2 separate regions of the Macaca mulatta genome follow, and region 2 is linked to region 1. A link is a contact called in public Hi-C data. All regions are on one chromosome and are shown on one strand. The core of a region is the stretch at or near the end of the contact, and the rest is flanking DNA. Distances in the headings are between cores, read along the strand shown.

Region 1 (5,598 bases), core at 914-3,413:
GACTATGCAATCTAAACATGCCCCCAGTCACTTTTCATAGTATGTATGTAAATATTTATTGAGACAAGGTCTCACTCTGTTGCCCAGGCTGCAGAGCAGTGACGTAATCATGTCTTACTGCAGGCTTGACCTTCCTAGACTCAGGTGATCCTCCCACCTTAGCCTCCCAAGTAGCTGGGACCACAGGTGTGCACCACCATGCCCAGATTTTTTTTTTTTTTTGAGACAGGGTCTTGCTTTGTCACCCAGGCTAGAGAACAGTGGCACAATCTCGGCTCACTGCAACCTCCATCTCTCAGGTTCAAGCGATTCTCATGCCTCTCAGTCCCGAGTAGCTGGGACTACAGGCGTGCACCACCACACTCAGCTAAGTTTGTGTTTTTAATAGAGACAGGGTTTCACCATATTGCCCAGGCTGGTCTTGACAAACTCCTGACCTCAAGTGATCCACCCACCTTGCCCTCCCAAAGTGCTAGGATTACAAACGTGAGCCACTATGCCCAGCCTTTCATAGTATTTAAAATACAGTCACATTTTTTTTTCATAATATTTATCGCCATTTCAGGCAATACATCATAGCATCTAACAACAGACTGTGAAGCCAAACTGCCTGGATTTGACGCCGGCTCTACCACTTTACTAGCTGTCAAGTTATTTAACCTCTCAGTTTCCTTATCTTTAAAATGGGGATGACAACAATATTACCTACCATATCGGGTTGTTGTGAGGATTAAATCAGTTGCTATGAGGATAAATATGTAAAATGCTTAAAACAGCTACCCCAGTTCCAGTTCATTCCTGAGGTCTCACTGTATTCTAAAGACACTCTTGTATCCTTAAAATAAATTCCTTTTGGCCGGTGGGGGTGGCTCATGCCTGTAATTCCAGCTCTTCGGGAGGCCGAAGCAGGAGGATTGCTAGAGCCCAATCCAGCAGTCCTGGTTCAAGACCGGCCTAGGCAACATGGTGAAACCCTGTCTCTACAAAAACTTAAAAAAATAAAAATAATAGATTTTTTTTTCTCGCTAAAATCAGTTTAAACTTGTTTCTGTTGCATGTATCCAATTTTGGCTGCTGGATAATATCATTTGTATAAATATACCTCCATGTACCCATTCTTCCGTTGATAGTCATTTTATTTTCAATTGTTTTCACTCTTAGAAACAAAACTGTAATGAACTTCTTGCATGTGTCTCTCTGCACATATTCATTAGTTTCTCTAGGGCATATACGTAGAATTGCAATTGTCACAGCCTTGGGATTTTAATTTCCAAAATCTGACTCTGCCTTTTCCTGCACTTTCTTACGCTTTCACTTCCACCAAGCTGGAAGCCTCTTTAAACATGTGGAAATCAGAGATAGTAGCCCTAATAAGGGTACAATAATAAATCATTCTTTACAAGACTACACCTGTTCTAGGGTTTCATAAAGATCTCTGCTTCTCCCATGGCCAATAATTCAGTGGTTCTGATTTGAAAGCAGCAACTCTGTGACTCGCCACCTCGCATATTCCCAGGTGTGAGTGAGCCTGGAGTTCCAGTGTGTGGGGTGGAGGAGGTGCTCGGGACCCATGAGGCTGGAGAGGACGGCACAGGCCAGACCATAACAGGCCACGTGTTTCAGGGCAATGTACTCTGCGCTGGGGCCTATTACTTTCCTTAGGACAGGAATGGGGCGCCCTCCATCGTTTCAACCACAGGACACAGCGATGGCAGGGAGCTGAAGTCCTACTGTGGCCTGATCTTACTCCACTCTTCCCCTTCAATCCCATCCAAATAGTGGGGGGGTTGGCCTCGAAGGTTCTCAATGTCCTTAAGCCCTGAGAGATTTAATATCTATGCATAGGACCTTTCATTTATAGGGTTTTCCACCTGGCAGGCCCTCTTCTGCCGCCATTTCGCTTTGGCGCCCTCTGGAGCCCATAAAAGAAGTGACGCGCCTGCGCTTCCCGCGTCCTCTGCTCTTCGTCTCTTCCCCGAGTCGAATTGGTACCTATACCTTTAAGACGCAGGGCCTAGCGGAAGAATTCCAGGGCCTAAGACTAGAGCGCGCGCTTGAAGCTCCCTCAGATTGGTCCAGTGAGGGAAGGGGCGGGCTGTAGCAAACTCCACAAAAGTCACTGGTCTCTTTACTCAGGCTCCGCCCCGTGAGGCAAAAGAGAACGCCCGTAATTGGTCAGAGCTCTGGAGGCGGGGCTTCCAGCGTGGCGCGTGGGTTTCCGTGCAGTCGCGGCTGCAGCGGGTGGGCGGCATGTCTGTGGCCGGTGGGGAGATTCGTGGAGACACGGCGGGAGAGGACACTGCTGCTCCCGGCCGGTTCAGCTTCAGCCCGGAGCCCACGCTTGAGGACATGTAAGCAGGCCTGGCCCAGCTCGGGGTGGGGAAGTCTCCCCTTTCTCCCGCGTTTTGGGGAGGGTTCCTGCATGTGGTCGGGAAGCGGGCTGGCAGCGGGGCTCGGGTCCTGGCTCTGCGGGCTGTCCCTGGGCGAGCCTTCTTGCCTCATCTGCAAAATGGGCGCAGCGGTGCACACCTGAGAGAAGGGAAATTGGGTCGTGGCCCCGAGTGATCACTAGGAACGCCCTTCAGCCTAGCCCTGGGCAGATACCGGCACCAGATACCGCCTCTGCTCTCCAGGCGCAGGGCGTACGAGAGGGGCAAATGGTGTGCTGAGAGGTGGGAGAGGTTATTTCTTGCTGGAGGAGGTCAAGAAAAGCTTCTTAGAGGAAGGGCCTGTGGAACTGCCTTCTGTAAGAGAAATTGGATTTTGATGTGCGGCGATTCCAGGTGGAGGAAAGAAACTGCAGAAGTAGCAGCAGGAGATGGAATAATGAAGAGGGTTTTGTTACATTTGGCAAGATGTTAAGGGCAGCTCAGGGGCACGCCCATTTTATAGATGAGGGAACCAAGTTCCGGAAAGAGGAAATGACCTGCACAATACCATCCAATGAATTAGTTGCAGAATCTCCTGGTCCCAGGCCCCCGTTACATACTACTGGGGTAGCTGCCTCTGGGCCCTGCTTCACTCTCTAACCCTGAGACTTGGACTTACACGCCTTTGTCCTGTTTCAGTCGCCGCCTCCATGCCGAGTTTGCTGCAGAACGAGACTGGGAACAGTTCCATCAGCCTCGGAACCTCCTCCTGGCCTTGGTCGGGGAAGTGGGGGAGCTCGCAGAACTCTTGTAAGTAGATGGAAAGCTTCCTGGTAGAGTCTGAGTTGTGGGGGAGGGGAGGGGAGCATTTATTTGGTCTTCAAACATTCATGGGTTCAATTTCCTCTCCTCATTGCAAGGCTCTTTGCTGTTGTCGGGGATGCAGAAAGGACTCACGGGTCCCTGCCCTCTAGGGGCACCCAGCCTCCTGGAAGACAGAGGTGTGAGGTGTGAAAGCAGCAGGGTAGGTCCCATCTAGGAAGAAGTAGTGGCAACAACCCTTTTCCTTTTTTTTTTTTTTTTTTTTTTTTTTTTTGAGACAGAGTCTCTGTCGCCCAGGCTGGAGTGCAGTGGCTTGATCTCGGCTCACTGCAACATCGATCTCCCGGGTTTAAACAATTCTGCCTCAGCCTCCTGAGTAGCTGGGACTACAGACGCCTGGCTAATTTTTGTATTTTTAGTGGTTCCACCGTATTGGTCAGGCTAGTCTCGAACTCCTGACCTCAGGTGATCCACCTGCCTTGATCTCCCAAAGTGCTGGGATTACAAGGGTGAGCCACCACGCCCGGCCCAACAACCCTTTTCCTCTGCCTCTGGGGCTGAAAGGAAGGTATTCCGTAGAGGACCTGCCTGTGGCATTCCAGACATGGGAAATACATTTGCAGGGGCAGTGAGGCAAGATAGGGTAAGTTCAATTCAGGGAGAATCTGACGCTCCTTCAGTGTAATCTTCTTGGGAAAAATCAGGGATTTGGGGTCTGTTTTTTCTGATGTGTCCCAAGTGCCCAGTGCATAGTAGGCACTCAACAGGCATGTGTTGGATGAGTGATAGGGCTGTGGAGGAGAGGGGTGGGAGATGAACCCATGAAGATAGGATTAGGGCTAGAGCGTGATGGAGAGTTTGGACAGAAGACCTGACCAGAGGTGAGTGTTGGAAAGATCACTGTGTCTACAGGATGGATTGGATGGATCACTGAGAGAATGGGGCAGGGTACACCTAGACCAGGCAAGAGGCGATGAGCCCTAGACCAGGACAGTCATTTTTTTAAGAGAAAGGGTCTCACTTTGTTGCCGAGGCTGGAGTGTAGTGATGTGATCATAGCTCACTGCAGCCCAAGGAGCTCAAACGATCCTCCTACCTCAGCCTTCCGAGTAGCTGGATCTACAGGCGTGCGCCACTACCCAGCCTGGCTAATTTTTATTTTTTATAGAGGTGGGATATCTCGCTGTTGTTGCCCAGGCTGGTCTCAAACTCCTAGTCTCAAGTGATTCACTTGCCTCACCCTCCCACAGCACTGGGGTTACAGGTTGAACCACTGCACATGACCTCATGACAGATGTATGAACATCACCTATGTGCTAGGTCTTCTAGAATCGAGATATGGCCTGGAACAAGGCAGAAAGGTTTCCGCCTTCACCGTGGAAGGAGATTGACAGTACATCAGTAATCTCATATTAGAAGATGTGGAATTATGACGAGTTCTATGAGGAAAAGAACACAACGTGATAACCCAGTCTGGCCAACATGGTGAAACCCAGCCTGGACAATACCCAGTAGAGACACCCAGCTATTCTCTACTAAAAATACAAAACTTAGCCAGGCATGGTGGCGGGCATCTGTAATCCCAGCTACTCAAGAGGCTGAGGCACAAGAATCGCTTGAACCCGGGAGTCAGAGAGTGCAGTTAGCCAAGATTGCACCACTGCACTCCAGCCTGGGCGACAGAGCAAGACTCTGTCTTAAAAAAACAAAAAAGGGCCGGGTGCGGTGACTCACGCCTGTAATCCCAGCATTTTGGGAGGCCAAGGCGGGCAGATCACTTGAGGTCAGGAGTTTAAGACCAGCCTGGCCAACATGGTGAAACCCTGTCTTTACTAAAAAATACAACCATTAGCTGGGCATGGTGGCATGCCCCTGTAGTCCCAGCTTCTCTGGAGGCTGAGGCAGGAGAATCGTTTGAACCCCGGAGGCGGAGGTTGCAGTAACTCAAGATTGTACCACTGCATTCCAGCCAGGGCGACAGAGCAAAACTCCATCTCAAAAAACAAAAAAGACCAGCCTGACCAACATGCCAAAACCCTGTCTCTACTAAAAATGCAAAAATTAGCCAGGTGTGGTTGCAGGCGCCTATAATCCCAGCTACTTGGGAGGCTGAGGCAGAGATGGCAGTGAGCTGAGATCACACCATTGCACTCCAGCTTGGGCGACAACGAGACTCTGTCTCAAAAAAAAAAAAAAAAAAAAAAAAAACCGCCGGGCACTGTGGCTCATGCCTGTAATCCCAGCATTTCAGGAGGTCGAGGCAGGTGGATCATGAGGTCAGGAGATCAAGACCATCCTGGCTAACACGGTGAAACCCCATCTCTACTAAAAATACAAAAGAATTAGCCAGGCGTGGTGGCGGGCCCCTGTAGTCCCAGCTACTCAGAAGGCTGAGGCAGGAGACTGG
Region 2 (5,598 bases), core at 1,749-4,248, 110 kb before region 1:
CTAGGCCTAGATTCAACTGAAGAGCCCACTAAGAGCTAAAAGACGCCTTGGAGATTACTCTGACTCCAGTACACAGGACATGTATGAAGTCAGGTGGAGCACAGAGTAGGCCATCAGGAAGTGTGAGACGGAGGTCTGGTGGGAGAGCTGGCGACATTTACTGACATAAAGATCCCAGGGGAAGCAGGTTGGGGTAAGAAAGGGATGAGCTGGTTTTGAGCGGAGGAGTCTTGGGCCATCCGCGTAGGGGCAGGACCTGAGGGGAGCCGAGAGCCTGGCTGCAGCTAGAGGGAGACCGGCGGTCGGGAGGCGTCCTGCACAGCACATGGGAGAAACTCCTAGAAGAGAGGACCCTCTGACCTTCTCAACCTTACCCTACTCTCCTGGCTGCTTCCGCCATCTAGAAGCTCCAAGGATTTCAAGCTCCAACAAGCCTACCATAGAGGAGGGTCTCCTGTATCCACTCCATGGCTTTTGTGAAAGGAAAATAAATCTTGGGGCCCCCAAATCACTACCCTAAAGGTAAAAGTCAAGCTGGGAACTGCTTAGGGCCAACCTGCCTCCCATTCTATTCAAAGTCACCCCTTTGCTGGCTGACATAGATGGATATCTGATTGCATCCTCTGGAAACGCTAATCAGAAACTCCAAAGAATGCAACCGTTTGTGCCTCACCTTCAGTTTCCTGGAAGCCCCTCCCTGCTTCGAGTCTTCCTGCCTTTGCTTCAAGTTGTCCCGCCTTTCCAGACAGAACCAATGTACTTACATACACTGATTGATGTCTCATGTCTCCATAAAATGTATAAAACTAAGCTGTGTCCCGACCACCTTGGGCACATGTCGTGAGGACTTCCTGAGGCTGTCACGCGCGTGTCGTCAACCTTGGCAAGAAATTGAGATCTATCTCGGAATTTCTGGGTTCACACTTTTTGCTCTCAACATTGGGAAGAGACTGCTGCCGCCGTTCCTGAGGACAAAACGAGAGGGTGATGGGCTGGAGCCCGATTCTAAAAAGGTCCAGGGACGAAAACTAACTTCTGAGTTCACGACGGTTCCCTTCCGTGGGAGGCTCCTTTGTTTCTGCAAACCCGGGCTGAGCTCTGAGCTGTGCGGCCTCACCGGGCGGGGCCAGAGCATACTCGGTTGGTTTTCAAGGCCGGCGCCTGTAGCCGCAACGGCCATTTTTGATTAGGGCACGGAGAGACCGCTGCCTGGGGGTGGGGGCGGGGGGCGCCGTCCTGGGTACAATTGCGCAGGGGCAAAGGTCGAGAGGTCGCGCAGCCGCAGTTTTTTTTGAAGAAATAGTCCAGTTCTGACTATGGACTCGCAGCCATCGGCCCTTAGTTTCCATCCCCTCTAGTGGGCCCTCGGGGGTTATAGTGACCTCCCTCCTTCCCTTGGGACTGGGCCGGGGAGGTGTTCTCGGGCGCGGGAGGTTCCGTATGCCCAGGCCCGGCCAGGGGAGGTGACCGATTCGTCGCTGGGGCTGACAGTCCCCATGGCGCCGCCTCTGGCCCCGCTCCCTTCTCGGGATCCAAACGGGGCAGTACCCGAGTGGAGAAAGCCCAGGACCGTGAGCTTCGCCGACGTGGCCGTGTACTTCTCTCGGGAGGAGTGGGGCTGCCTGCGACCCGCGCAGAGGGCCCTGTACCGGGACGTGATGCGGGAGACCTACGGCCACCTGGGCGCGCTCGGTGAGAGCCCCACCTGCTCACCTGGGCCCTGCGCCCCCACACGCCCTGCCGCGCCTCTGGGAGCTGCGCGTGGAGTTGGGGGTCCCGGGGCCGGGCAGGCGGCCTCCCCACAGCGTGGGGTTTGCGTTCTTCTCCCCCAGGAGTCGGAGGCAGCAAGCCGGCGCTCATCTCCTGGGTGGAGGAGGAGGCCGAACTATGGGATCCAGCTGCCCGGGATCCGGAGGTGACGAAGTGTCCGACAGAAACGGACCCAGGTGGAGTATCGGGTGCTAAGTCCCATGGGGACTTCTCTGTTCCTGTCCCATCCCGGTTTCCTCTGCCACCTCCAGCTACCTGCTTAGCAGTTTCCTCTCTGAACTGCCTTCTCAACTACGGCCAGCAGGGTGAGACCTTGCCTTGGCCCCGGATGCAGCCTAGAAAGGGGCTGTGATGGGGGCTCTGGCCCTGCCATACCCGCCTCTAAGTCCTCACCTCTGCGTGGTCACTACACTCTGGGGGCTTTTTTGTTTTGCTTTAGAGATAGGGTCTCTGTTGCCCAGACTGAGGTGCAGTGGTGCCATCATAGCTCACTGCAGCCTCGAACTCCCGGGCTCAAGCAATCGGATCAAGCAATCCTCCCGCCTGGGCCTCCAGAGTACCTAAGACTGTAAAGGCACTAGGCACCACGCCTGGCTGTTTTTTTTTTTTTTTAATTAAAAATTTTTTTTAAAGAGGTGGAGGTCCTGGTGTGTTGCCCGGGCTGGTCTCGAACTCTAGCCATCCTCTATCTCGGCCTCCCAAAGCACTGGGATCACAGTCATGAGCCACCGCGCCTGGCCTCTAAGTTCCGTTGGCTCTACCTCCACATCATGACCCCCGCCCCAGTCGTTTTCCTGCAGGATGGTTCCTATGCCCCCTAGGCGCCCCCCACCCCGCCCTCCCATTTCCTTCCTTAAGTTCTTGCCTCAGCCTTTGCAGAGTATCCAGCCCCACTGAACTTGGCCATGCCCGCCTGGTTCTGCCTTTCTTGGTGCTGTTCCTTCTGCCTAGAATATCGCCAGGTGTCCGCTCCTCCTTCTGGATCAGGCCCAGATGTTCATGTCATCTCTGCCCTTCCATGCGGTGACATTTCCCCAGTCCCGAGGCGGAATGGACTGTTTCTCCCTCCTGGCTCTGTCTGGCTCAGCAGCCGAGGAACAGGTGTCACTGCTCTATCTCCCAGGGGCAGCCGGGGGTCCAGCAGGCCTGTCCCTGTCCACGCGGGCTGTGGGATTCAAGGACCAGGATGAGCCGAGCCTGAACTCTCTTGTCTTTATCTCCCAGCAGATTCCAGAAACGAGGAAGAGGAAAGACAAAGGGAAGGGATGGGAGCCCTGGAGAAGCCTGTCCCTGTGACCGCCGGGTCTCCTGGGCTGAAGGTTCCCCAAGCCCCCTTTACCAGGTTGGAGCAGCTGTCCAAGGCGCGGCGCCGGAGTCGCCCCCGCTTTTTTGTCCACCCCCTTGTCCCCCGAGCGGACCAGCGTCACGGCTGCTACGTGTGCGGGAAGAGCTTCGCCTGGCGCTCCACGCTGGTGGAGCACATCTACAGCCACAGGGGCGAGAAGCCCTTCTACTGCGCAGACTGTGGCAAGGGCTTTGGCCATGCTTCCTCCCTGAGCAAACACCGGGCCATCCATCGTGGGGAGCGGCCCCACCGCTGTTCCGAGTGTGGCAGGGCCTTCATGCGCCGCACGGCTCTGACTTCGCACCTGCGCGTCCACACCGGCGAGAAGCCCTACCGGTGCCCACAGTGTGGCCGCTGCTTCGGCCTGAAGACTGGCATGGCCAAGCACCAGTGGGTCCATCGGCGAGGGGCGCAGGGGCCGGCGCCCTGGGGGGCTGTCTGTGACCCTGATCCCTGGCCGCGGGGACCTGGACCCACCCGTGGGCTTCCAGCTGTACCCAGAGATATTCCAGGAATGTGGATGAAGGCCTCAAAAGTGACTATCTAGACATTGCGGGAGGCCCGAGATGGGCTCAGGGGCCCGAACCTCTGCAGCGGCCTGCAGGGAGGTCCCAGAATCCACGGCAAGAGCTGGCCTGGGGTGTGGACATTCTGAACGTGGGCACTCAACAGCCTCTTCTGCCAGCACCTTGCTCCCTGCTGCCCTGGGCTCTCCAAGGCCACCTTTGCTGAGGCAGGGCTGAGGTGAGAACCCCCCAGACCTCCATACCGGGAAGCAAAAGCTGTTTCTCCTCCCAAAGGTGCTAAGAGGATTGAGGTAGAGGAGAACCTTGTTTTCTCTGTTTTTTCTTTTTACTTTTTTAATTTTTTGAGATGGAGTTTTGCTCTTGTTGCCCAGGCTGGAAGTGCAATGGTGCAATCTTCGCTCACTGCAATGTCCGCCTCCTGGATTCAATCGATTCTCCTGCCTCAGCCACCTGAGTAGCTGGAATTACAGGCACACTATGCCTGGCTAATTTTTGTGTTTTTAGTAGAGATGGGGTTTCACCATGTTGGCTAGGCTGGTCTCGAATTCCTGCCCTCAGGTGATCCACCCACCTCTGCCTCCCAAAGTGCTGGGATTACAGGCGTAAGCCACCTCACCTGGCCTTTTCTTTTTTATTCTTTGACCCTCCCACAGCACAATACCCATTGTCTGTTTATTTATTTACATATTTTTAAGACAGCATCTTGCTCATCACCCAGGCTGGAATGCAGTGGTGTGAACTGGGCTCACTGCAGCCTAGACCTTCTGGGCTCAAGGAATCCTCCTGCCCCAGCCTCTCAGATGGCTGAGACTACAGGTGGGCTACACTACGCCTGGCTAAGTTTTAGTTTTTTTTGCAGAGATGGGGTTCCCACTATGTTGATCAGGCTGGTCTCAAACTCCTGGGTTCAAGCAATTTGCCCACCTTGGCCTCCCAAAGTGCTGGGATTACAGGGGAGCCACCGCACTGGCCTCCATTGTCTTTTTGCTGCACAACTTAAAAAACCAGTGGCCCTGTACTGGATCTGGCCTGCAGTTGCTGTATTGATTTGGGCCCAGGCAGTGTTTTTTTTTTTTTTTTTTTTTTTTTTTTTTTTTTTTTTTTTTTGAGACGGAGTCTAGCTCTGTTGCCCAGGCTGGAGTGCAGTGGCCAGATCTCAGCTCACTGCAAGCCCCGCCTCCCGGGTTCACGCCATTCTCCTGCCTCAGCCTCCCGAGTAGCTGGGACTACAGGCGCCCGCCACCTCGCCCGGCTAATTTTTTTTTGTATTTTTTAGTAGAGACGGGGTTTCACCGGGTTAGCCAGGATGGTCTCGATCTCCTGAACTCGTGATCCGCCCATCTCGGCCTCCCAAAGTGCTGGGATTACAGGCTTGAGCCACCGCGCCCGGCCAGGCAGTGTTTTTAAGTGATAACAATTAGTGGTGAAGATTTAAAAGGTTATTTTGCACCAAAATCCAGGTTTCTGGCATCTCTAGAAAAATCCAAAGATTTTGCAAGTCCACCTAGGCTCTCAGAAAGTCGCTGTTGTTGGGAGCTGGGCCGGAGCCAGAACTCCCAACTTACCGTGGCCACTCATCCCATCAGCTCCTGACCAAGCACGCGTTGCCATTCATCATTGCTTGCTTCTAGTGTTTTTGGTGTTTAAAGTACAGCAAAGAAGAAAGGGAAGTATTTCTTGAACCCATGTCTGTGTCAAAACAGTCCTTGCATCTTTCCTGTCTTTAGGTACGCGCCATCTTTGCTGTCTTTAAGTATGTGCCATCTCGGGCAGAGAGGACTAGGCCAGGAACACCTGGTGTTAGATTTGTAGCCAGTGGCAACTGTACCCATCTGTATCCCCAAGCTCTACACAGAATCCCCCCAGCACTTCACGACTCCATTATCCATCTACCACTAATTCCTTTGTGGGCAGAGTCCAGCCATGGGCAGCACCTGCCCAAGGAGAGCAAGGGCC

What was found. Hi-C and Micro-C count contacts between places; a contact is called where the count stands out from the background.
Region 2: a Hi-C map of liver shows a contact between it and region 1, with 6 times the contacts expected there. The contact joins the promoter of ZNF768 here to the promoter of DCTPP1 in region 1. A contact is called at or near these places in 6 of 14 Hi-C or Micro-C datasets (CD4 T cells, blood, cortical neurons and 3 more).

The regions. Positions count from the first base shown.
Region 1 is chr20:29,030,387-29,035,984 of T2T-MMU8v2.0, reverse strand. DCTPP1 (dCTP pyrophosphatase 1) reads left to right here and starts at 2,163. Exons shown (of 3, transcript NM_001194491.2): 1 at 2,163-2,351; 2 at 3,069-3,179. The coding sequence starts at 2,251. LOC144337986 (a long non-coding RNA gene) reads right to left here. Exons shown (of 2, transcript XR_013411693.1): 2 at 1,119-3,489.
Region 2 is chr20:29,144,658-29,150,255 of T2T-MMU8v2.0, reverse strand. ZNF768 (zinc finger protein 768) reads left to right here and starts at 2,998. Exons shown (of 2, transcript XM_077985816.1): 1 at 2,998-3,859. ZNF747 (zinc finger protein 747) reads left to right here and starts at 1,294. Exons shown (of 4, transcript XM_028841562.2): 1 at 1,294-1,692; 2 at 1,833-1,946; 3 at 2,995-3,514; 4 at 3,516-3,878. The coding sequence starts at 1,497. The coding sequence ends at 3,639.